Regions from separate parts of the Sus scrofa genome. Here region 1 is linked to region 2. A link is a contact called in public Hi-C data. All regions are on one chromosome and are shown on one strand. The core of a region is the stretch at or near the end of the contact, and the rest is flanking DNA. Distances in the headings are between cores, read along the strand shown. Region 1 holds the start of VIM (vimentin). Region 2 holds the start of EPC1 (enhancer of polycomb homolog 1).

The links. A called contact is a pair of places that touch in the nucleus more often than the background predicts.
Region 1: a contact with region 2 is called in a Hi-C map of heart right ventricle, with 3 times the contacts expected there. The contact joins the promoter of VIM here to the promoter of EPC1 in region 2. A contact is called at or near these places in 1 of 47 Hi-C or Micro-C datasets (heart right ventricle) and 1 of 2 datasets of contacts at active chromatin or transcription factors (alveolar macrophages).

Annotation. Positions count from the first base shown.
Region 1 is chr10:43,511,494-43,518,774 of Sscrofa11.1, reverse strand. VIM (vimentin) reads right to left here and starts at 2,334. Exons shown (of 8, transcript XM_005668107.3): 1 at 573-2,334. The coding sequence starts at 1,135.
Region 2 is chr10:42,945,424-42,952,457 of Sscrofa11.1, reverse strand. It overlaps EPC1 (enhancer of polycomb homolog 1), which reads left to right and starts at 5,599. Exons shown (of 14, transcript XM_021064807.1): 1 at 5,599-5,886. The coding sequence starts at 5,845. It overlaps LOC106505154 (a long non-coding RNA gene), which reads right to left and starts at 5,468. Exons shown (of 3, transcript XR_001299281.2): 1 at 4,799-5,468.

The DNA.
Region 1 (7,281 bases), core at 1,085-3,584, 570 kb before region 2:
GGCGACCACACCCAACCACCACGTCTTCGCCGCGAGACAGCCGAGTTGCTGCGCCACCTCTGTGGCAGTCGGCGACTATGGCTTTTAGAACTGCTGCCTTTGGCAAATCTCAAAGGGACCCTGGCCGCTGCGTAAAAAGCAATCGCAGTTGCTACAATGACCTGGGAGGCGAATGCCACCACCCCACTCCCCCGTGAAGATTCTGCAATCCCTTTGTCTCGCTTCCTACACCGCTCCTGGGGAAAGAGCAGCCCGTCAGAGGGGACCAGGAAACTTTCTCAAAGTTTGGGGGAATCGCACTGATCGTTTGCAGGAGCCTTCGAGTAACAACAAAGTGGTAGTTTTAAGAAATCTGAATTTTGGTCGTTCTTGGGCAATGAGTCGGGGTAGAGGGTAAATGCTAACTTGCAAGATCTGGGTTCAGGGCAGGGCTGCGCCGCAGCAGCCACAGCGCTCTCCCCCCGCCCACCGCGTACCCCAGGCAGCCACCGCCCCAGCCACATCCCCAAGGGCGTGTTAGCTTCGGTTCCCCTCTGCCGCCCTCCTGAAGCCCCGCGGGCGCTTAGTCTTACTTCTCCCGCAGCCGCATGATGTCCTCGGCCAGATTGTCGCGCTCCACCTCGACGCGGGCCTTGTCGTTGGTGAGCTGGTCCACCTGCCGGCGCAGCTCTCGCATCTCCTCCTCGTAGAGGTCCCCCAGGCGCGACTTGCCCTGGCCCTTGAGTTGCTCGAGCTCGGCTAGCAGAATCTTGTTCTGCTGCTCCAGGAAGCGCACCTTGTCGATGTAGTTGGCGAAGCGGTCATTCAGCTCCTGCAGCTCCACCTTCTCGTTGGTGCGGGTGTTCTTGAACTCGGTGTTGATGGCGTCGGCCAGCGAGAAGTCCACCGCGTCCTGCAGCAGCCGCACGCCGGGCACACTGCTCCGCAGGCGCACGGCCGAGGAGCGCGTGGCGTACACGCCGCCCGGGGACGAGGTGTAGAGGCTGCGGCTGGTGCTGGGACGCAGCGCGCTGCCCAGGCTGTAGGTACGGGTGGACGTGGTCACGTAGCTCCGGCTGGAGCTCGGCCGGCTAGCGGTGCCAGGGCCGCCGAACATTCTGCGGTAGGAGGACGAGGACACGGTCCTGGTGGACATGGCTGCAGAGGTGGCAGTGGGCTGGGCGGCTGCGGTGGCGCGGACTGGCTCCGGGAGGAGAGGCGAGCGAGGGAGCGGTGGGTGTGGGCAAAGGGAGCGCTGCTGCGTCTCTGGCGCGGGGACCCCGGAGCAAGAGTGGCAGAGGACGGGACCCCGCCGAGGGCGCAGTTTTTATAACCGCCTTAGGATGGAGCGTTCCCTCCCACTGCCATCCCGGCGGCGGAGTGCGCCAGCCAATGGGGACCCGGCGAGAGGCGGGAAGGCTGGCCTGGGGTTTGGGGCGGGGGAGCCCGGGAGCCTCCCTCCTCCCCCCTCCTCCGCAACCGGGACTATGCTCAGTCCCCCAGTAACTTGGAGGCTGAACTGGAACTTTTGGGGCTTTCCTGAGGATGGCCTGAGGTGTGCTCACCTCTGGGTGATGAAAAAGGCTGGGTCCCGCGGTGATGGGGGAGCCCTCCCTAGACTGAACCACAAGGGTCCCGGGCACCCAGCCAGCTAGGGAGGCGTAGGAGGAAGCGTGCGGGTGGGAGGGGCGCGCGGCCCCTTGGCTGCGGTCGCCTGGAAGCGCGAGGGTGGGGGGGCCCCGCGGGTAAAGGAGCCGGAAGAGAGGAGTGAGGGATCCAGCAGATCGGAAGGCGTGGAGAAAGAAACAAAGAGGGCCTGAGATTGGAGCGCGAGGTGGGGGCGCGCACAGCCCGGGGCGCAGGGCTCTGGGCTCTGCGCAGCCTTGCGCACGCCTGCTTGGACAGCGGGACCAATCCGGCCCCAACTTTCCTCGTCCTCCTGTAGTAGGAGTTCCTGTTCAGGGACCTAACCGGCTGGGCCCGGCTTTGGACAAGGAGCTGCAAGGAAGTGGCCAAGGAAAGCCCAGGGGAGATGGGTGGGGTCGCTGAGTCACCACTGGCAGTGAGTCACTGCGCTCTGCTGTCCCGCCACCGAGGTTGAGGAGTCCTAGCGGTTCAGGAAAACCGTTAGACGAGATTGACTTTCGTCTCCCCGGGCCACTGTGCGAGTACTGTTGGTTCTAAGTTTTACCCAACTTCGAGCTGGGCTCTGCTTTCTTATGTGCCGTTCGCTGGTTTGGAGTCTAGAGCGCTCCTAAATTCTTAGGAACGCGCCCAATCCAGATTTTGCTCCAATATGCTGGCTTCTCTTTAGTAAGAAACTTCCGCGGAGGCTCTGTAACCGCCAAACGCCGGTCTCCGGCCTCACAAAGGCACTTGGGGAGGGTTTTTCTTGCAAAGTTTCCTCCCGCCTCCCCTCCGGTCTCCTCTCCGCCTTCCTCCACCCCCTCCCCCCGTAAAACCGCACCCGACTTTTAACAAGATCTGAACGTTTCTGGGTGAAAGAGGAAACTCTGTAGTTGCAAAATCCAATTGAGTGATCACTGCTTTTTCTGCTGTAGTGAGAGACATTAAAGATATAATCTACACCAATTATAGAATTAAGTAGATGTTGCTTTAAATGTTTAATTTGATTAATAAAAGGCAGTTATGTAACTCAAGGGACTGAATGTTTGAGACTAGATTTATGTGTTCATTTTAGTTCACGCATGATGCACAGCGCAGGATTCTGGTGACTTGTCTGAGAAATGTCACAGGTCCCTTAGCCTATTTTCCAGAAGAATTCCTGCAATTCATCTTGGAGTGAGGGGGATAAAGCTGTCTACAGAAGGAGAAAACTTTTGGTCCAGGGCACAAGGGCGTGTTCAGATTCCAACCTGAAAATCTTTCTAGGTAAATCACTCAACTGAAGGGGTTTTGTTGGGAATGAGTAAAGCGCAGAACAGAGAAGAGAGTCTGTCAGTGATTTCGTAGCAATTTAAAAATCACAGGTTTTCGTCGTTATTGTTGTGGTGTTTCAGTGTTTAGAAGAGTTGAGTATTGAACGGATTAACTCCAAAATCACTGCAAAAGTAGAAACATCTTGATTCAGTGGTGGATGTGGAGGGAGATAAAATTCTTCCCTCTGCTTTTGTGTTTTTGTTTTGGAAAGGGGGGCCCTGAAGGTTGCCTGGCATTTAAGAAAAAATAGTTCAGAACCAAATGAAGGGTTTATTTTCACTTCTTTGTACAAGCCTCTTTTAGGCAGTGTTTTGTTTACCTCCTTTCAGTTCGTTCTGGCCGGTGGGGCTGCCAAGGTCGCGCTGCAGGACCCCTTGCTGTACCGCTCCCCCGCTGTGGATTGCCTTAATTCTCTCCCCGCTCTGCGGGTCCCTCCCGAGGCGCATTCCTGGGGTGTGGCGTCCTAGCGGGCCCACTTATGCTCTGAGAGCCCTTTATGCGAGCTCCGCTCTGCAAATGTCACTATTGTGAGTTTGCCTGGAACCCTTCGGATGAGAAAAAGCCGTTTCCCTCTGGGGAAAGGGAGGGTGGACCTTCCTCCCACCTAAAATGCTGATCCCAGGACAATGCGCTGGTGCTGTCAGGGGACGCTTGCTGACTGAGTCACCACGGGGAAATGAGGGCAAGGCTCTGGTGCGGTGTGGCAGGGTGCCCTGTTGGTGACCAAAGCACATTCCTCAGGTCTGTGGGTGACTCCCTCTGGGGGGGACGCTGGGGCCTCATCATCATCTCGGGGGGTATCCCTTCTCCTTTGCAACCTGTCCCCAAGCTGTATCCTTAGGATGGGTGTGTGTGTGCTTGCTGTCTCAGCTCAGGCTGCTACAACAAATTGCCATAGGCTGGGTGGCTTAAGCACCAAACATTTATTTCTCCCAGCTGTGGGGGCAGGAAGTCCAAGATCAAGGTGCCAGCTGACCTGGGGTCTGCTGAGAGTCTGTTTGGTAGTTTGCAGGTGGCCACCTTTTGCTGTGTCCTCATGTGGCAAAAAAGAGGGCAAAAGCTCTGATCACTTCCTTTTCTTATAAGGACACTAATCCTGTCCTAAGGGCCCCACCCTCATGACCTCAACTAAAACCTAATTACCTTCCAAAGGCCCCACCTATAAGTGTCAGCATATTGGAGATTAGGGCTCTAATGTATAGATTGTAGGGATAGACACCAGCATTCAATCCGTAGTACTTGCCATACAGCGCGCACATGCACACACACACACACACACACACACACACATGCACACACATGAACATACACCCGAGAACATACACACACACGAACATGCACACACAACACGTACATGCACAGACACAAAGATATGCAGATCTGGTGTGTCTTTTCCTATTAGAAACTGTCATAGCTTGGGGTAGACTGTAGCGCATAGAAAAGTGAAGGTTACAAAAACACATTTACTCATTCATGTAGAATGCATGAGACTTTGGAAAGAATTTGTTTCATTCTGATACATTAGGCACTGCCCAGCTGGGTGCCTCAACCAAGAGAGGTTAGTCATCAATGAACAAAATCAATACATCTGAACTCCCATCCTTGAGCAGCCCTGCTCTCTGCGTGCCACATGTTCTTAGCTACCTTTTGGAAATAAACATAGACAGAGCTTTCTTGGTTTTCATATTTATTTTTTGATCGCTGTGAAAACCTATCTCTGGAGTATTTTTGAACGCTGGGCTCTGAAGCATCTTTAAGCACCACATGCTGCAAGTTGTGTATAAATAAGGACACGGTGTGACCATTTGTAGGCCAGGCGTAAACATTACCAAATCTAAAGTACTAACAGTGATTTTGGAATTTGCAAGCTGTGGTGATGTCAGTTGAATTGGGCGATTGGAACTGACGGACCAGCCAGCCATGTGGAGAGGGGCTTAGTGGCCTGTGGAGGCTTTAGGGGAGCTGGCTGGCAAGAGGTTGTGCCAAGAGGACAGCTTCTAGCTGGATCGCCTGGATGGAATGTTAGCAATGAGAAGGTGGATAAAGTGAGAGTGTGAAAGTCACGGTAAAATCTGAAAACTGTGATATAAAAGATGATCATGATCAGTAATACAGCAAGTGCTTGAATTTTTGTGCCTACTGGATGAATGACATGAATTTTGTATTTTTTTTTTTTTTTTTTTTTTTTTTTTTTTTTTAGGGCTGCACCTTTGGCATGTGGAAATTCCCAGGTTAGGGGTCAAATCAGAGCTACACTGCAGCCATGGTTACATGGGATCTGAGCATCATCTAAGACCTATACTGGAACTTGTAGCACCTCTGAATCCTTAACTCACTGAGTGAGGCCAGGGACCAAACCTGCATCCTCATGGATACCGGCTGGGTTCTTAACCCAATGAGCCTTAGTGGGAACTCCTGTATATATTTATTGTAACTGCATGAGAGGCTGGCCTCCTGCGAGATAGTTTAGATCATCTCTTTTAAAGACTAGGCAATTGAGACACAGGCCAAAAATCTGCTTGTGACCATATAATCATCAGTGGAGGGACGAAGGGGGCAAGCATTTGACCTGAGCCCTTTTGATTCCAAATATACCTGAAATTTTGCTTGCTATTCACCAGTATAATTCAAAAATATTATTGAGGGGCAAACTGTGATTTAGGAGCTGAAGAGATAGGGTAACTAGGCAGATTACATTATGAAGGTGCAGACTCCTAAAGGAATTTGACAAATACTTGAGAGTATCATGTTTTATGTCACTCAAATGATGTAACAGTGATGCATAATAGATAAGAGGAGAGTTTGGTTTTCACATAACTCTAAAGCCTTACTTTGAGAATTCAAGAATTTCCACCTAGATTCCTTTCTGCCCTTTCAAAGGCATCCTATCCAAAGTCCTATTGGAAGTTGGGCTCAGCTCATCTCACACCCTAAAACCCCACCAACCATAGCAGCTTCCCCTCCTCACTTCCCTGTCTATTTAAGGTAACTTAGCCAACTATCAAGATTGGAAACTTTCATCATTTTTGCCACTTCCTTACCCTTGGATTGCTCAGACCCCATGGGTGTCCTGTCCATTGCTTTCTGCACCCACTCATCTGTTATGTTGCTGTGACTCACCTCGAAGCCATTTTCTGCCCCATCCGTGCAGTATTGCATTTGGCTTCCCTTCCTCCAGGCTCTGCTTACCCCCACCAATGTGTCTGACTTTCAGCCTAAACCTCTTTTTCCTTAGTAATTGCATGCCTAAAACTCCCTAAAGATCCAAAGTGGATCCCTCATTCCCTTGTTAGCTCCAGGAGGGTAGAGACTTTTCTCTTTCATTCCCTGTCCTATCTCCAGTGCCTACAGAGAAACCTAGCACATTTGCAGAATGTATGAACTACTGCATGAGTAGTTCATAAAAGGGGGAGGGAGGGAGGAAGGAAGGGAAGGTGGGAAGGAAGAAAGAAGGTAAGAAGGAAGGAAGAAAAGGAGGGCAGGAAAGAGGAGGCTAATATTTACTAGTGTCTATTCTGTTCAAGCCGTGTGCTAGTCATTTTACCCATTTGACGTCCTCTAATCTTTACAGCATCTTATGATGCACAGCTTTCATTAACTCACTCAAAACACGTGTATCAAATGTTTACCATGTTCCAGACACTCTGCTGACAGTGGGGAACCACGAATAAGGCAGGTATAATCCATGTACTCTTGGGACCTAGGGCTGAGTCTGTGTTTGACTGTGTGTGGTACAGAGGGATAGTACCTATGTAAAGGGACAAACCAAACAATTAAAATTTGTAATAAAGATGATGAAGGCAAGAGAAATTTTGCTTTAGAGGAAGTTGGGGGTCACATCACAACAGTGGCTTTTGAAAGCCAGGCTAAATATGGCTAGCCCTTCTCAGTCTCTGTTGCTCCCCACTGGACAGCAGTTTCATTGGGTCCCTAAGCTCCTCACTGTCCCAGTGAATATGCTTGTTTGCCCCACCTTCCTGTCTTTCTTCATAGTCCATTCAATGGACAGATGTACCTGTTTTCTACACTGCCTGCAATGCTTTCTAGTATGTCCAGATGAGTTAAGAAACTTTTCATGCCTCTAGGGAGCTCATAGCCTTGAAAAGGATTAGGAACCATGTAAAAAGGCTGTCATGCATAGCAGAGTGGGGTGAGTGGGTGCTCTGCTGGAGATGTGAAGGAAATGCCGAGGGGTTTAGATGGAGAAATGCTCATGCCCACTGTGGGAGGGGGAAAGATGAGAAAATGTGTTCAGCGAAGGTGGTATTTGAGGAATTTGGAGGAGTGAGTACCATTTCTGCAGCTTATCATGGCAGAGAAAGGATGCTCAAAGTTGATGAGACAGTATAAGCAAGAATAGTA
Region 2 (7,034 bases), core at 4,350-6,849:
AAGAGTACTCACACTAATTGTACAAGGAATTGCATTTAGTTATGAGGAAGGAACCCTACAAAACAGTGCTTTAAACAAATTGGTGGTTTTCCTTTTTTTTTTTTTTCCGTGTTAAAAAACGATTCAGATGGTAAGGAGGCTCCACAGAACCTAGACGACTTCTCTCTATTCAGCCAGCCGTGGCCCTGAGCTCTCTTCTTGGTTGTCAAAATATAGCTCCTGACTCCACCCAGGTGTGGTGACCACACTCCCAGCAGGAAGAGGGCAAAGGTGAGGAGCAAAGGCACCTCCCACTGAGTCAGCCCCCTTTACAGGCTTCTTGAAAGCTGGATCCAATGACCTCAACTAAAATCTTAGTGCCTAAAACTGTGTGGAAAACACAGATCTGGGGGGGCAAACCCAACATAAAATCCAATTTTATTCTGAAGGCAGAAAGGGAGCATGGGCATTGGTTAGTCATCCAGCAGTCTCAGCACACGAATGGTCACAAACTGCTCCCAGAATGACCATACTTGCAAATGCCACTTGGTTTGCAATGGATGAATGTGATTTAAAATCATCCCACTGTGGGTAAAGAGTTCTGAAGTAAACACTCTTATCACCTCCGTAAAGACTTAATATTAGGGAGTTCCCGTTGTGGCGCAGCGGAAATGAGTCTGACTAGTATCCATGAGCATGCGTATTCGATCCCTGGCCTTGCTCAGTGGGCTAAAGATCCCGTGTTGCTGTGAGCTGTGGTGTATATTGCAGACACGGCGCGGATCTGGCATTGCTGTGGCTGAGGTATAGGCTGACAGCTGCGGCTCTGATTTGACCGGAGGCTCCATATGCCATGAGTTTGGCCCAAAAAAGACAAAAAAAAAAAAAAAAAAAAAAAAAAAGGAAAGAAGAAAGAAAGAAAGAAAGAAGGAAAGAAAGGAGGAAAGGAAGAAAGGAAGAAAGAAAGGGAAACTTGCAGGCGAAAAAAAGTCTGGTGAGGTACTGCTTTTAAATACTCTGCCGAAAAAGCATGTTTCATTACTTCTTAAGAAGGAAAATATGGGGAAAATTGTAAAGGTTAAAATTTAAAGGATTTATCCAAGACTGCACGAATAACTAATGAAATTTCTTAGCACAATGCACATTAATTTATTAGGGCCCATAAACAGAAATCTGGCCATTTCCAAATTATAACCCTGCTCATAATCATTAGGACTCTGAGCTTTGACTAAGAACTTTTTTCTTTTAAGAAACAACCTAAATGGGGTTTAAGTCCATAGTTGCACAAGCCCTTATCCACAATTATGAATGCTCCAAATCTTCGAAAACTGAAAGTTTCCTCAAAAGTTGTAGTGTATGGGGAGTTCCCGTCATGGCGCAGCGGAAATGAATCTGACTAGGCACCATGAGGTTGATGGTTCAATCCCTGGCCTTGCTCAGTGGGTTAAGCCGTGAGCTGTGGTATAGGTCGCAGATGCAGCTCAGATCTGGCGTTGCTGTGGCTGTGGTGTGGCCCAGCAGCTGTAGCTCCAATTAGACCCCTGGATTGGGAACTTCCATATGCCATGGGTGAGGCCCTAAAAAGACAAAGACAAAAAAAAAAAAAAAAAATTGTAGTGTATGTTGGTAACAAAAGCTGACCTGAACTGATGTGAGGCTGTTTATGGTCTGTCTTTACCCCATTTAGTGTGGCTGATCATATATTTCTTTTTTCTCAAATCAGAGCTACAGCTGCCAACTTATGCCACAGCCACGGCAATGCAGGATCCAGCCATGGCAACACTGGATCCTTAACCCACTGAGCAAGACCAGGGATCAAACCTGCAGTCTCTTGGTCATTGGTTGGATTTGTTTCTGCTGAGCCACAGTGGGAACACCGACTGATCATAGATTTCATTGCAAATATTATTGTATTTGATTAAGGGGTGATTATAACACCTCATATAATTATTTATTTATTTATTTTGTCTTTTTGCCATTTCTTGGGCCACTCCCGCGGCACATGGAGGTTCCCAGGCTAGGGGTTGAATCGGAGCTGTAGCCACCGGCCTACGCCAGAGCCACAGCAACGCAGGATCCGAGCCGCGTCTGCAACCTACACCACAGCTCATGGCAACACCAGATCCTTAACCCACTGAGCAAGGGCAGGGATCGAGCCCGCAACCTCATGGTTCCTAGTTGGATTCGTTAACCACTGCGCCACGACAGGAACTCCTCATATAACTATTTAAAATCTGAATTCCAAAACATACCTTCCCTCCCCACACAGTTCTAAAGATCTTAAAAACTACATTATGTAATTGGTTCACAATTTGATTTGCTTCTAGAGACTCCTATTACTACCAAAGTTCATTCAGGAAGTTCCTGCAGCTGTGTCACAGGTTGCAACTGTGGCGAGGTTCAATTTCTGGCCTGGGAACTTTCACCTGCTGCAAATGTGGCAGGAAAAAAAAAAAAAAAAAAGCTTATTCAAAGGATTCCCCATCATTGATTTGGTCTGATTTTTAAATTTTTCTAAGTCTTAGAATCTAAGAAATTGAACATGTTGTTTCTGCCCACGTGTGTCCAGGATTTGGACTGCTAATAACAAGTTAGTAAATTCAAGAAGATTAACTGGTTTTATTCCAATCAGAGTAGTTAACTTCTAGCCTTAATAATGTTTTGCCTCATTTGTTTAAAAAAAATTGTTAATTGAACCTTGTTCAACTCATATGAAATGTGAGGTTTTTTGATCAATTCTACTGAAGAGAGAAGCACAAAACTGAGGCAAAGAGTAGCCTGAATTCTTTCTTTTGATTTTACCAATAATGTGTCGGATCTAAGATATTTGTATCTTACTCCTATTTATTTATGGACTAAGTCTTAATCAGTGGCTATAACCACAATGGGGATTTTAAAAAATACAATACCAAAACACTGTGACACACTATGTAAATTCAAAATTAGCATGGAGTTTTTTCTCCACTTCCCCACTGCTTCCTTGCATTGTACCATCACCCAAACCTCCAAACTCTTAACTTCCAATATTTTACTTTCTGAAGAAAATCCCTTGCTTGGATGTCAAATTCCTTTCCATAGCTTACAAATTTCAGCAAGATGTCACTACCTGTTTGACCTCCTCTGACATCATTTTCCCTTTCTCTCAACATGCTGCATGGCCATGGGCCTCATTTTACTTCCTGGAACACTCCAAGCTCCATTCAGTCTCAGGGCCTTTGCACATGCTATAAGCAGTTCCTTGTCTGTTATTTCTCTTGTATTTTTCAAGTCAGGCTCCTACTCATCCTCCAAGTCTAGCCTTAATTCCATGTGCTTAGAAACAACTTTCCTTACCACCTTATCTATGTGTTTCCCCTCTCTGTTATTCTGAAAGATTTTGCTGTTTATTTCTTAGTAGCAATTACAATTTGCAATTATGTATTTGTTTACTGACTTGTTTCTCTCTTTCCACTAGACTGTGAGTTTCATGAAGGAGATAAACTTCCTGCTTGTCCAGCACCCAGCTACTCTATAAACTCTCAAGAACTATTGGAATAAACCTGAAATTATTTATCCTGTGTCTTTTGGTGATATTTTTTTCCAAAATATCTCACCTTACATTTTATCTTTACCAAAATGAATGTTGTTCACATCATGTATTTCATGACTACTGTCTCAAAATATCTGAAGAAAATTCTGCTGTAGGGAAGTATGTAACTAGAAATATGCCTATTGTGGAAAATGCACAGAATAGCCTAATCTATAGGTTATAAAAGTATATATATTCATGTACATCCATATACACATATGAATGTACATATATAATTACCTATGTATAATTGTGTGTGTGTGTGTGTGTGTGTGTGTATACACATACGAATCCATGTGTATATTTAAGGGTGGGTTGAAGGGATGGGAGAGAAAAGGACAGAGCTCAGGTGATGGAAAGACAAAATAGTACATAGTGAAATTGGCCCCTAGCAACTTTTTTCTGTTGGAAGGAAAACTGCTTAAAATTTTCTTTTCTTGGGAATTTTAGTCTATTCTCTTCATTAGAGGACTTCTTAAGGATGTTTTCCTGATTATAATCACATAAATGTTATTGAAATTTACTCTCATCCGGTAACTACTGATGAGATTACAAAATAAAAAAAAAATAGTTCACTCTCAAAAATGTCCAGATTTAGACAATAAATTAGTCCCCCAACCATAGTTCTTCTAAGAATGTTACCTATTAAATGCTAGGCAGAGATAGAAATACCAGAAGGGGTGTGTGTGTGTGTGTGTGTGTGTGTGTGTGTGTGTGTGTGTGTGTGTGTGTAGGGGTGGGGGAGGGGTCCATAGAAGGCAAATACTTGCCCACTCCTTTCTTTGGCCAGTTCCTTTGAACCCCTTTTTACCCCTGGCTCCCTAGAAGTGTGGCTGGCCAACAAGTTTATACCGAATGTGTTCTATTAACACACCCATGCGGAATTTGACACATTTTGATATTTGCTGATTGGGTGGCTTTACATTTACAATCAACTACACTGCTGCATTCATTTCACATTGATTCTTTTTTTTTTTTTTTTTAAGTTTTCGACTTCATTTTTATTTGAAAGCCCAGCTGCAACCACCAAATACCTGACTCAGCTCCCAACTAGACACACAGCATCAAATTTCCCAGCCCACTTAATTTGAAAGCCTGCCAAGATAGGTGAAAGACCTTATAAATATGTAAAGCAGGAAGTTCAAATTACAGTCAAGTAAATCTCTAGTGATTGATATTCTTTCCAAAACAATTTTTTAAAAAGACTAATAAAAAAGCAGCACATTTCTAAGAAATCCCTCCCCCCCTTACCAAAAGCTTCACCGACTTCAGCCTGGACAATGTACTTTTAGTACTGTATTTATTTTGGATTTTTACCACTTCCTGGAGGCCGGGAGGAGCCACAGTGGGAGGATCCAAAAAAATTCAGTACCACAGCCATTTTGTTTGTAAGGCTGAGTGGTAGAAATCTGTCAGCCAGTAAAGGTTTCTGAAACAATTTTTAAGAAGGGGGGTGGGGGGAAAAAAGGATGCCTATTGTTTTTTGAGTGTAACGGTTAAAATCATTATTTTATTTGTATTTCCTGCACCAACGGCAGTTGTTACGGCTAACCAATTCTTTTTTTTTTTTTTTTTAAAGGAGTTTTTTTTTTTTTTAAGCTCCCTGAGCTGAAAACGGTGTGAATTTTGTGCATGGCTTTTCCGGGTACCTTCAGGCTATCCAATCAAATATGTTTCGATAGAATTCATTTTTCAACGGCCACATTTGTATCCAAATTAGACATCGACGTTTGTGAATGACAATCTGCTTAAGAAGAGCGTGCTAGTTAGTCCCTAAAAACCCATAAGCAAGAAAGAAGCGTGTTCCCTAGGCCATCAAAGGGGCCTTTTTGCGAGCTCGCAGGCAGTCGTGGGCGCTATTGTTTTGCAGTGTCACTTCAGAGCGAGCTCAGACTTTGTCATTTGGGTGGCTGTGTTTTTAAAAGCCCAGTGTAAAATGGCACTCACACTGCATTTTTTTCCGAGCTGCAGGAGGCGGGGGCAGCGGGGGGATAGTGCAGACTGTGGGGACGCTGGCCTCCCAGCCAATCAGAGCCCGCCTGCTCGCCATCGCAAAGTTGTTAACCCCAGAGTCTTCTGGCTGCCGCTGCCTCCTCTGCTTTGAATCTTCCGTGGATATTTCTCCGATTTTTCCCAAACGCCCACAGATCTTGGGGAAGCCACCCCATTCAGCCATCGACCATGGAAGAAAGTCTGACTTTTTCTTTCCCAAATATTTTAAAAGATGTTGGAAGCTCCATATGCTGCCTGGAGGCTGTTGTTTCTAGAGACACAAGTATCCAGCCTATATTGTTACAATGCTTTTTCCAGGACTGGCTTCTTCTTTGCCTCCACGAATGGTAAGTTTGTAATTTTAAACATTTTTGTCCTTACGTCTTGGAAGGAGCCACTCAGATTTTTAAGAAAGGATTTTCATTGTGTTTCTTCTCACAAAAGCAATCTTTGTATTTTTTCTTTAGCTTTGATCTCTGCACATTTCCACCTAATCTTGTCTGGTTAAATTTTACTGAAAGAAAGAAATTGGTTTTTTGTTTTTTGTTTTTTCAGCCTGTGATTCAAGCTAAATATTTCTAATATAAATTATACTTTAATTATTGCGAGCTAAGGGGAACTCAGCTATTTCAAGATGGACTTGTTTTGTGCCAGCAATGTTGGTGATGCCAAATATGTGCATATCCTCTTTATAAAAATTATGTATTACCTAATTTGTCCAGGACTAAATGATCAGCAGGCAAACTAGGGATGTAGTTTGGTTTTGTGTTGTTTTAAATAGGCCTATTGTGGTTTTCTTGATGGATTACTTGGATACAAACTACAGAAAAGCTGCCCTTGGTATAATGAAGGTGGAGATTGACATAACCGGGTTTATATTAAGTTATGGCTGTTACTAAATAGTGGATCTTTTATTTGCTGATCAGATCTAAACTTGGGTTCCATGATAGTCATTCTCTGTAGCCCCTCATTAGGTAATCTTTGCAGATCCTGTTTTTCTCCAAAAAAGGTACATTGGGGAGACATTTTGTAATTTTTGGCATTTTTCTAAAATTTTTTTTTTTTCTTTTTGCCCACGGTGGGAGATCTTTTTTGTTTTGCATTGATCTGTGTTGGTGGCGCTGTAGCTCTCCTCAACAATTTATGTCAGTTTCACTAAAAGAAAAAAGGAGGAAAAAAAAAAGAGGTGGGGCAAGATTTGATCTATTATCTTCTCCCTTTATTTCCTTAAAGAAAGTTCGATTTGGTGCGAGGAAATTATTCAGTTTGTGTTATTTTAATGTTTTCTGCGAACTGTGAACTGTGAGTGAGAACAGACATGTCGTCACAACCCGTCCAGGAGCAGCAGGGACGGGCATGCAGTTTGCAGTTGTGTTTTATCTGATCTGATTATCTCTAGATCAAAATTTCTTCCATAATAAGCTGTCAGTTTACTCTCTCTTTCCTCAGAAACGTCTTGCATTTTCCTTCTCTCACAATACCATCCGTGCTTATG